Linked DNA regions of Rattus norvegicus: all the other regions are linked to region 1. Evidence: chromatin contacts called from public Hi-C data. All regions are on one chromosome and are shown on one strand. The core of a region is the stretch at or near the end of the contact, and the rest is flanking DNA. Distances in the headings are between cores, read along the strand shown. Region 1 holds the start of Mgat5 (alpha-1,6-mannosylglycoprotein 6-beta-N-acetylglucosaminyltransferase). Region 2 has its middle 190 kb from the start of Nckap5. Region 3 overlaps Mgat5 (alpha-1,6-mannosylglycoprotein 6-beta-N-acetylglucosaminyltransferase).

What was found. Hi-C and Micro-C count contacts between places; a contact is called where the count stands out from the background.
Region 2: a Hi-C map of the A7r5 cell line shows a contact between it and region 1, with 2.8 times the contacts expected there. The contact joins the enhancer-like site here to the promoter of Mgat5 in region 1. A contact is called at or near these places in 2 of 12 Hi-C or Micro-C datasets (the A7r5 cell line and mammary epithelial cells) and 1 of 1 datasets of contacts at active chromatin or transcription factors (oligodendrocytes).
Region 3: a Hi-C map of the A7r5 cell line shows a contact between it and region 1, with 4 times the contacts expected there. The contact joins the enhancer-like site here to the promoter of Mgat5 in region 1. A contact is called at or near these places in 3 of 12 Hi-C or Micro-C datasets (the A7r5 cell line, Schwann cells and frontal cortex) and 1 of 1 datasets of contacts at active chromatin or transcription factors (oligodendrocytes).

What each region holds. Positions count from the first base shown.
Region 1 is chr13:41,227,287-41,229,973 of GRCr8, reverse strand. It overlaps Mgat5 (alpha-1,6-mannosylglycoprotein 6-beta-N-acetylglucosaminyltransferase), which reads right to left and starts at 1,312. Exons shown (of 18, transcript NM_023095.1): 1 at 1,207-1,312.
Region 2 is chr13:41,022,849-41,025,535 of GRCr8, reverse strand. No RefSeq gene overlaps it. Among named protein-coding and RNA genes, the nearest start is that of Nckap5, 190 kb to the right of the region's middle. Within about 2 kb of position 1,320, at least 2 of the 93 cell types and tissues checked have an H3K27ac peak or open chromatin away from gene starts, as enhancers often do. A contact at or near this core is called in the A7r5 cell line, where this site is marked.
Region 3 is chr13:41,435,938-41,438,624 of GRCr8, reverse strand. All of the region lies in intron 11 of Mgat5 (alpha-1,6-mannosylglycoprotein 6-beta-N-acetylglucosaminyltransferase), which reads right to left. Among named protein-coding and RNA genes, the nearest start is that of Mgat5, 210 kb to the right of the region's middle. Within about 2 kb of position 1,369, at least 36 of the 93 cell types and tissues checked have an H3K27ac peak or open chromatin away from gene starts, as enhancers often do. A contact at or near this core is called in the A7r5 cell line, where this site is marked.

The DNA.
Region 1 (2,687 bases), core at 63-2,562:
GAGACAGGCATGCACACAGCTCAAGGGTTCTCCAAAAGCCACTGGGGGAAACAAATACAAGCGCCACCCCTTCCCTCTTCCCTGCGGTGGCTTTGTGTGTGACATGGACTGGGAGCGCGCGCAAATGTTGCCAGGCTCACACACCCCCTTCCACCCAACCTGCTCCCAGCACAGAGTAAATGCGCGCGACTGAGTGGCCTGCGTTCCCAGAGAGTCGGTCCACCTGGCAGACCAACGCAGTATCAGGCCTCTGGTCTTCTACCCGCAGGGAGCAAGGGTATGACATCCACGCCCCCATCTCCTGAGGCCAGAGTGGCTCTAGAAAGCAGAACTGTGGTGGCAGTCACAGGCCAGGCAGAGGCCCGGGAATGAAAAAGGGTGAACAAGAGGGCACAGAGATCCCCACTCACACATCCCCTACCCCCAATTTTGTGAGCTGTGGCCCCAAAGGGGACCAAAGCGACTGGCCTGGCGACTCGGCAGGAAGTTCCCAGGACCGCACTGAGCATGCTCTAGGGGAGTGTGTACGCGGGTGTCGCCCTTACATCCCGCAGCCTCTGCCATCTCCCAGTCGTGGGTGCACGCCGGCTGGATCGTGGTCGGGGCTGGCGGTCCCCAGTACTATCTGGGTTCCGAAGGGTCTTCTTGACCTCTCAACCCGGAGCTCTGGATCTTCATATTCCTTCTCCCCAGGGAACTGGGGCCCCACTCCTTCATTCTTCTTTCCAACTGGTTCAAGGCACATCTCATGCTGAGCTCTCGGATCCCTAGGACCCTAGCCCCGCTCACGCTGGCATCCTGGTTTCTGGTTTCACCGCGGTCCCAACGTCCAAAATGCCAATCTCCTCCTCCTTCTCGCCTCCTCCAGCCCACGCCACCCGAGCCCCCTCTGGACAGTTCCTTGGAAGCCTAAAAGCCTCAGGGAAGATCTTCAGGGTCCCATGAGATGGGATGCTACTGAGCAGGTGGTGGACCCTCCAAGTGGGTCCCTTCGGTTGTACTCTGGGGTTCCCTCCCCCGTCCCAAATCAAACACGGCCAGTACATCCACCCACGCAGCCCCGGGTGTCAGCGTTGGACCGGATAAGGACTGTCTCAGCTCCCCTAGCGTCCCCCACGCGTCCCTCGCGATCCACAGTCCGTGCATCTCCCCGAGGGGGGATGGCGAGCTTCTGAATCGATCGTTCGACCCTGCAGCAGCTCTTACCTGCTAGTAGAGGAGCAGCAGAAGCACCATCAGTAGCAGTCGGGGTCACTCTCCTGCAACCGTGCTCCTGGGAACTGGGGTCCCAGGCACAGCCAGGAGCGGGGTCACAGCGCCCCCAGAGACTGAGGCACAGCTACCTGGGCTGGATGGAGCCTGGGGTGGCCGCCGCCACCGCGGGAGCCGCAGGGCTGCCGGGCGAGCGGGCCTCGGCAGGGACGGTCTGAAAACTACCAGCCCTGGCGAGGCCGTGCGCAGCGCGTCCACCTTCCGCCCCTAGACGCAAGCGGGGACGTTCCTCCTGGGTCCAAACGATCAGGACCGAATGGTTAGGAGATCTTTTCGAGGTTTCTACTACCCTTTCCAGATCGACCTACCCAACTTCTCTCAGCTTCTGGGCTCGCGCGGATCTCTAAGGCAAAGGGATTCCGGGCCACGGACGTTCGGCAAATTCCCCGCCCACCCCGGCAGAGCGCTCAGCCAATTCGGAACGCCTCTGCTTCTCGGGGATCGTCTGCAAACTCTAGACCCTGTACAAGAGCACTTGAAGCCGCTCCATTCTGCATGCAGCCCAAGGAGAAACAGGCAGAGAGCTAGACCGAAGGAGTTGAGTAAATAATACTCTAGCAAGGTCAGGGGCAGGGTACAATTACTGTTACATACAGTGCATCCTCCGGAGTGATGATCTCTGGGCCACCTCAGCAGTGAAGCCAGTGGGGAGGGAGATGGCGGGCTCAACTATTTAGGGGTCTTGCCAACTTTAATAAACGCCCTGAGCTCCATTTTATACTTGGTAGAATAGATTGGCAAAAGCAGTAGGAATTTCTGTCCCGTGGGTTTTTTTTTTTCTGAACAGATTCGTATTTGTTTATTTTGTGATTTGGGGGGTAGGGTGGGAATGGAAGGTGCAGTCTTACCTGACCCTGACTGGCCCTAACCAACTTGCTTTCTAGCAGAGGATAACCTCGAACTCTGGACCCTCTTGCCTCCATCTCCTGAGTGCGGGAAATTACAAGCATCAGCCACCATGCCCTTGGTTTTGGTGACCCTGAGCAAGCCAATTATCGTGCTCCTCTCAAGGGCTCCATTGATGAGAGCAATAACGGCTGCTTTCGTGATGTTATTGTGAAGAGGGAGTGAAATATTTGTAAAGGGTTTGGCAGTGACTGGTACACAGTAGGCACACAATTTTTCTAATGGGCTTCTTTGCTCTGCTGTGTCTGCGTTTTATGAGCAGCCTGGACAGCTTAACGCGGTACTCTTGTAAATTCAAAAAGAAATAAAGCACATCTCCAGCCCGGAGGGCACCACCACGAAACACTGACTAGCATGAAATATTCAATCAGCCACCCTCCAGGGAGCTGGCCATGCATTTACATCCTGGATCATTATAGATCTTGGTTAAGTGTTATCTGGAATGGAAGGAGGGTGGACTGGTGGATTACCCCGGGTGTAAATGACAGGAAGTCCTACTCCTGTGAGCC
Region 2 (2,687 bases), core at 71-2,570, 200 kb after region 1:
GGGGACTGAACCCAGGGCCTTGCGCTTGCTAGGCAAGCGCTTTACCACTGAGCCAAATCCCCAACCCCCTACACTGAGTTTTTGTAGCCTCCTATACAAAAGGGGTCATTGAGCAACGAATTGTATCCTTCCCATTCATATTAACCTCTCTCTCTCTCTCTCTCTCTCTCTCTCTCTCTCTCTCTCACACACACACACACACACACACACACACACACTCACAGTGTGGGGTGGAGGTCGTGTAGCCCAGGCTAACTTTGAACTCTCTGTGTCACTACAACGACCTTGACCTCCTGTCTCCTGGCCAGTGCTGTAGTTACAGATGTATGCTAGCATGCCTGGTTAATGTAGTGCTGAGGACAAAACCCAGGTCTTTTCATGTGTTAGGCAAGCACTCTACTAACTGAGCCACATCCCCCAGCCCTGAAATCCTAACACCAAGTACCTGAGAATGAGATCATTTGGAGCGGAAGTCCTTCAAGGTAATAACAAAGTCAAATCAAGTCATTGTTATAACTTCTAATTTCATGCATTTGGTTTGCCTATGTTGTGGTTTGAATGTGAAACACCCCCCATAGATTCCCATGTTCAAATGCTTGTTCCCAGCTGAAGGCACTGGGTGGGAGGGCGGTAGAATCTTCAGGAGGCAGTGCTTTGCTGGGGGAAGCAGATCACTGACTATGTGCCTTTGGGTCTTTATAGCCTGGTCGCTTTCCCCTCTGCCTTCTACTTCCCAGTGCAAACACGGTGTGAGCAGCTGCCTTATATTCCTGCCACCATGCCTTCTCCACCAAGATGCACTGTGCCCTCAAACTGCCAGTCCAAATAAAACCTTTCTGCCTTAAACTGGTTTTGTCAGATAGAGTAACAAGTAGAGATACCCTTGTAAGAGTGAGAACACAGGTTCCAGGGAGGAGACTGCCATCTACAGGCTGGAGGAAGAGTCAGAGTGGAAATTGCTAGAAACTTAACTCCAGGATTCCCAGCATTCAAAACATTGAGAAAATAGTCTTCTCTTGTTTAGTCGGCTTGTCTGTGGCATTTTGTTATAGCAGTCCTTGCCAGTGAATGCAATGGGTAGAGAATTTTTATAAATCTCCTATGCTGTATGGATTTAGTAAGCATCTACGGTCAAAACAGATATCACAGAATCTAACATTCAGTAATGCAAATTCTCTTGTTCAAATTTATACACACGCGCGCGCGCGCGCGCGTGTGTTTGTGTGTATGGATATTCACCTAGAGAATGAAGATTTCAGGGGACCAATCAATCACTGGGCAAGTAGGCGGGACTTCCGGGTCAGAGGGCGAAAGAGAAGAGCCAGGAAAAGGTGACTAGCTTTGGGACCGGGAGAGCCTGGGGGAAGCAGCATGTAGCAAAACAGAGGCCCCCGGTTTAGATGGCAGATCCGCCAGGATTCCCCACCATAGGATTTAACTTAGAATGGCTTACAAATTAGGATGCTAGTTGCTGCACCCAGCGATTGAGTTACCTGTTGGTTCTAAATTAAGTTTGTGTGGCGTTTTCCTTCACATGGCAACCTAACTGAGTTCCAGAGAAAGGTACAGTGGCAGGGCACCCCAGCCAGCCATGGGAATTTGGATGCATGGGGCTGGCGTGGCAGCGACCCGCCATGAAAACTTACTTAGTGAGTCGGGCGGAGAGATTTCAGAGCTCCCTGGTCAAGAGTCTTCCGAGAGGAGAACAGGCCAGGCCCGCCGGTGCCCTGAGGCGATAGCATGGGTGCTTGGAGGCAGGCTGTGGCGGTGGCAAGACCACTGGGGCCAGAGAGTAGCATTTTTTTAGTATTTAACGGTGTGTGTGTGTGTGTGTGTGTGTGTGTGTGTGTGTGTGTGTGTGTGTGTGTGTGTGTGCACTAGAGAGTGCGAGCTGAGCACAGGCACAGGCATGCATTAATTTACTGCTCTCTGCTCTTGACTATGAGTGTGATGTAACTGGCTGCTTCAAGGTCCTGCTGCCTTGATGTCCCCGAAGGGTTGGGCTGTAATCAGGAATTGTGAAGTAAAATAAGCCCGTTTTCCATTAAACTAGTTTTTTTTTCCCCCAAGATATTTTATCATAGCGACAGATGTGAAACTACAACACTCCACTACAGAGACACATGTCCACTGAGAGTCACTATGATTTCATTGTCTTCCCCAGATCAATGGTATTTGATCCGGCTACACTTTATGTCCTGTACTAAAGAGCAGATGTAAATATCATTTGAAATACGGTGCATACGGGGCATCCTTTTTATAAGCTACAAATGGTTTCCTTAAGACTTTGATTTATTGCTAATCTCCTTTCCGGTTCAGTAATCACTGAACTTGACTGCGGTTTAATATGCATGTGTGGAACCATGGGAATTATCACTGGGAGGCCTGGGTCGGATTAAGCAGTTAATTCTGAGTGGAGAGCAAAGAGCAAAACCAGATCAGAATGCTATGACAGAAGGGCAGACTTAAGGAAGACTTTGGGGTAGCTGTACTGTGAGGGAGGCATTGAAGAGTACACAAGGAGAAACTGGGGAGCGGTGGTTCTCAGCCTGGGAGTTGAACAATCCTTTCACGGGGTCTCCTAGGACCATCAGAAATATCACATATTTGCATTGTGATTCATAACAGTAGCAAAATTACAGGTATGAAGTAGCAATGAAAATAATTTTATGGTTGGGGGTCGCCAC
Region 3 (2,687 bases), core at 120-2,619, 210 kb before region 1:
TGTGTGTGCAGGTAAGAGGACACCTCTACTTTGTTTTGAGACAGGACTCCTCACTAGGGCCCACACCAGGTTCACTGACTAGGCAGATGTGTAGCAGTGAACCCAGTTAGCTTCCTCTCTCTGCCTCCCTAGTGCTGGGCTTCAAGTGTGTGTCATCATGCCTGGCTTCCTACTATGTGGGTTCTGGGAATTCAGGTTTGCCTGTGGCTCTCACTTTAACAACGGGAGCCGTTGCCTCAGCCCTGTATAATTTTCAAGTATGTTTCACTGGGAGGGGGCTATCTGATTGGAAGACAATTCTCTCTTGATTAAATAGTAACCTTCATCAACTCTGCCTCCCATCTTGTTCAGATAAATTTCAGCTCGCTGGGTGATGGCTCAGTGAAGGTCACACACAGCTGATAAGACAGGAAGCAACCCTTGTTTAGTCTGACTCAAACCGAACCTGCATAAATAACACAGAAGCAAACTCCCCCAGGAATTGAGGCCGTCCGTCCAGTGCAATCCACGTTCTGCAACTTCAGCCGTGACCGCCATTCACCTTTGGGTGCAAACTTCTCTTTTGCTTTGCTCTGGGTTTCTAAGAGCTAAGGAATGCTTTGCCATTTACAGTCAGTCCAGATCTCTCTCTCTCTCTCTCTCTCTCTCTCTCTCTCTCTCTCTCTCTCTCTCTGTATGTATGGTGGTGGAAGGGGGGTTGGGCATTCACACACAAGTGACATTATTTGTATGTGGGAGACAGGTCAGGTGTCTTCCTCAATCAATTTCCACCTTACTGGTTTTTTTCTAAACACTATTTATGTGTAGAGGTGTGTCCCTGCATGAGGCCAGAAGAGGGCATCAGACCCCCTAGAAATGGGGTTATAGGAAGTTGTGACTTGCCTGACATGGGTGCTAGAATTTGAAGAGCAGTGTTTGCTTTTAGTCACTGAGCTGCATCTTTAGCGTCCCTAAAGTTAACACTGAACTTGAGCTCGCTGGTTGGGCTAGCGGGTCTGCCCAGTGAGCTCCATTAATCTACCCGTCTCTACCTCCCATAGGCTGGGACGGTGAGTGACAGCTGCCACACCAGGCCTTTTTATGTGGGTGCTGAGGGTGTACTATAGTACTGAGAGCCACTCCCCTGCCTCCAGAGACCTTCTCAACCCATCGGAGGTGACCTGCTCAGAGTGAGACACCCTAGCTCTACTCTCATCCTTATGAGAGGAAGATGAAGAAGGGAGGCAGTGCTGCAAAGGCGCTCTGTGGGATGTGCAGGCTACGCAGATCCTACCCCTCACCAGCTCATCTCCAAGGCAGGGCCTAATGAGGGCCACAGGAGGAGGAGGTAACAGGGCCCTGACTGAGGAGCTGTGCTCAGTCAGCCAATCTGTTCTCCCATTTCTGTGTGTTTGAACAAGTGCCCAGAGGCAAGGACAATGGCTACATTAGTTGAAGGGGAAATTACTGAATAAATTCTATGGCCAACGAGAGACAAAGCAAGGGCTGGCTGCTCACCGTTTTCCTGCTAGTTTTCCTTTTTTCCTCCTTTTTGAGAAGCACAGAGGGGAGGGCACTAGAACTGGAAAGAACAGGGTGATGGGAAGACAGCCTGTGCATGTTAAGCACCCTTTCCTTTGTTGCTCTAGGGCTCTAGACTTTAAGATGATGGTTTTTAACTTGTATTTTCAGGAAACTGTTGGAGTGACTAACACTCCACTCTTGGCATATTTGTTCTGTGACTCAGTTTGTCTATGTCCCCATACAGGCACTTACAACACAATGACCATCTAAAGTGTTTTGTGGGTCTTGTTATGTGATGCGTTATCTAAAACATAATAAAAGCAAGATGATTAAAAATCCACAAAAGAAGAAAAAATACACACATGCAATTTTTTTATTTTTTGGTGCACGTGTCAAAGATTCTTTTAGCATTTAGCTTGGATGTAAGAGAGGGAGGGAAGAGTCTATTTTTTTTTTTTTTTCCTTTCTTGGAGGCAGGGTCTCCTCTAGCCCCCTCTATAGGCCACTCACTGTACAGCCAAGGATGACCTTGAACTTCTCCTCCTCCTGCTGCCATCTCTCCATCGCTAGAACTGAGACAACCACCACTACAGCTTATGTGTTCCTGGGGATGGACTCCAGAGACTCCCTACCTGCTAGGCAAACACAGTAACTAAGCCACACTCCCATCTATCCTTACTGCCATGGTGCAACTGTAGTTCGGTACTAAATCAAATTTGAGACTCCGTGAAAACACACACTACATCTAGAAGCCCCCAGAAATCTCATCCATATTTGAAAGTTTCAACTCCCAGTTTTACTGTGAGATAACTTGAGGAACAGCACCTTGCATGTTGGTGGCTGAGGGCATCACGCACCTACAGACGCAATGGTCAGAACATGTCTGACTCTTCTATGTCTCTGTAACGAAACTTGTCACCAGACCCTGGGTGTTTTTTTAAACATCCCCTGCCCCCCCGCCCCCCCCCCCCACACACAAGAAGGTGGTTCTTCCGGGTGCTAGGCTCCTTGTGGTTGACCAAAAGGAGCTGCCCAGCAGCTGTATGCATCCAGGCAAGACACCAACTCTCAACACGAGTGTTCTTCACTCTGCTTATACAGAATCCATAGCCATAGGCCTGGCTGATACCAAACCCGACCTTCTTGGCTGCTGGACAAGAGGCTCCGTGGTTAAGAGCCCTTGC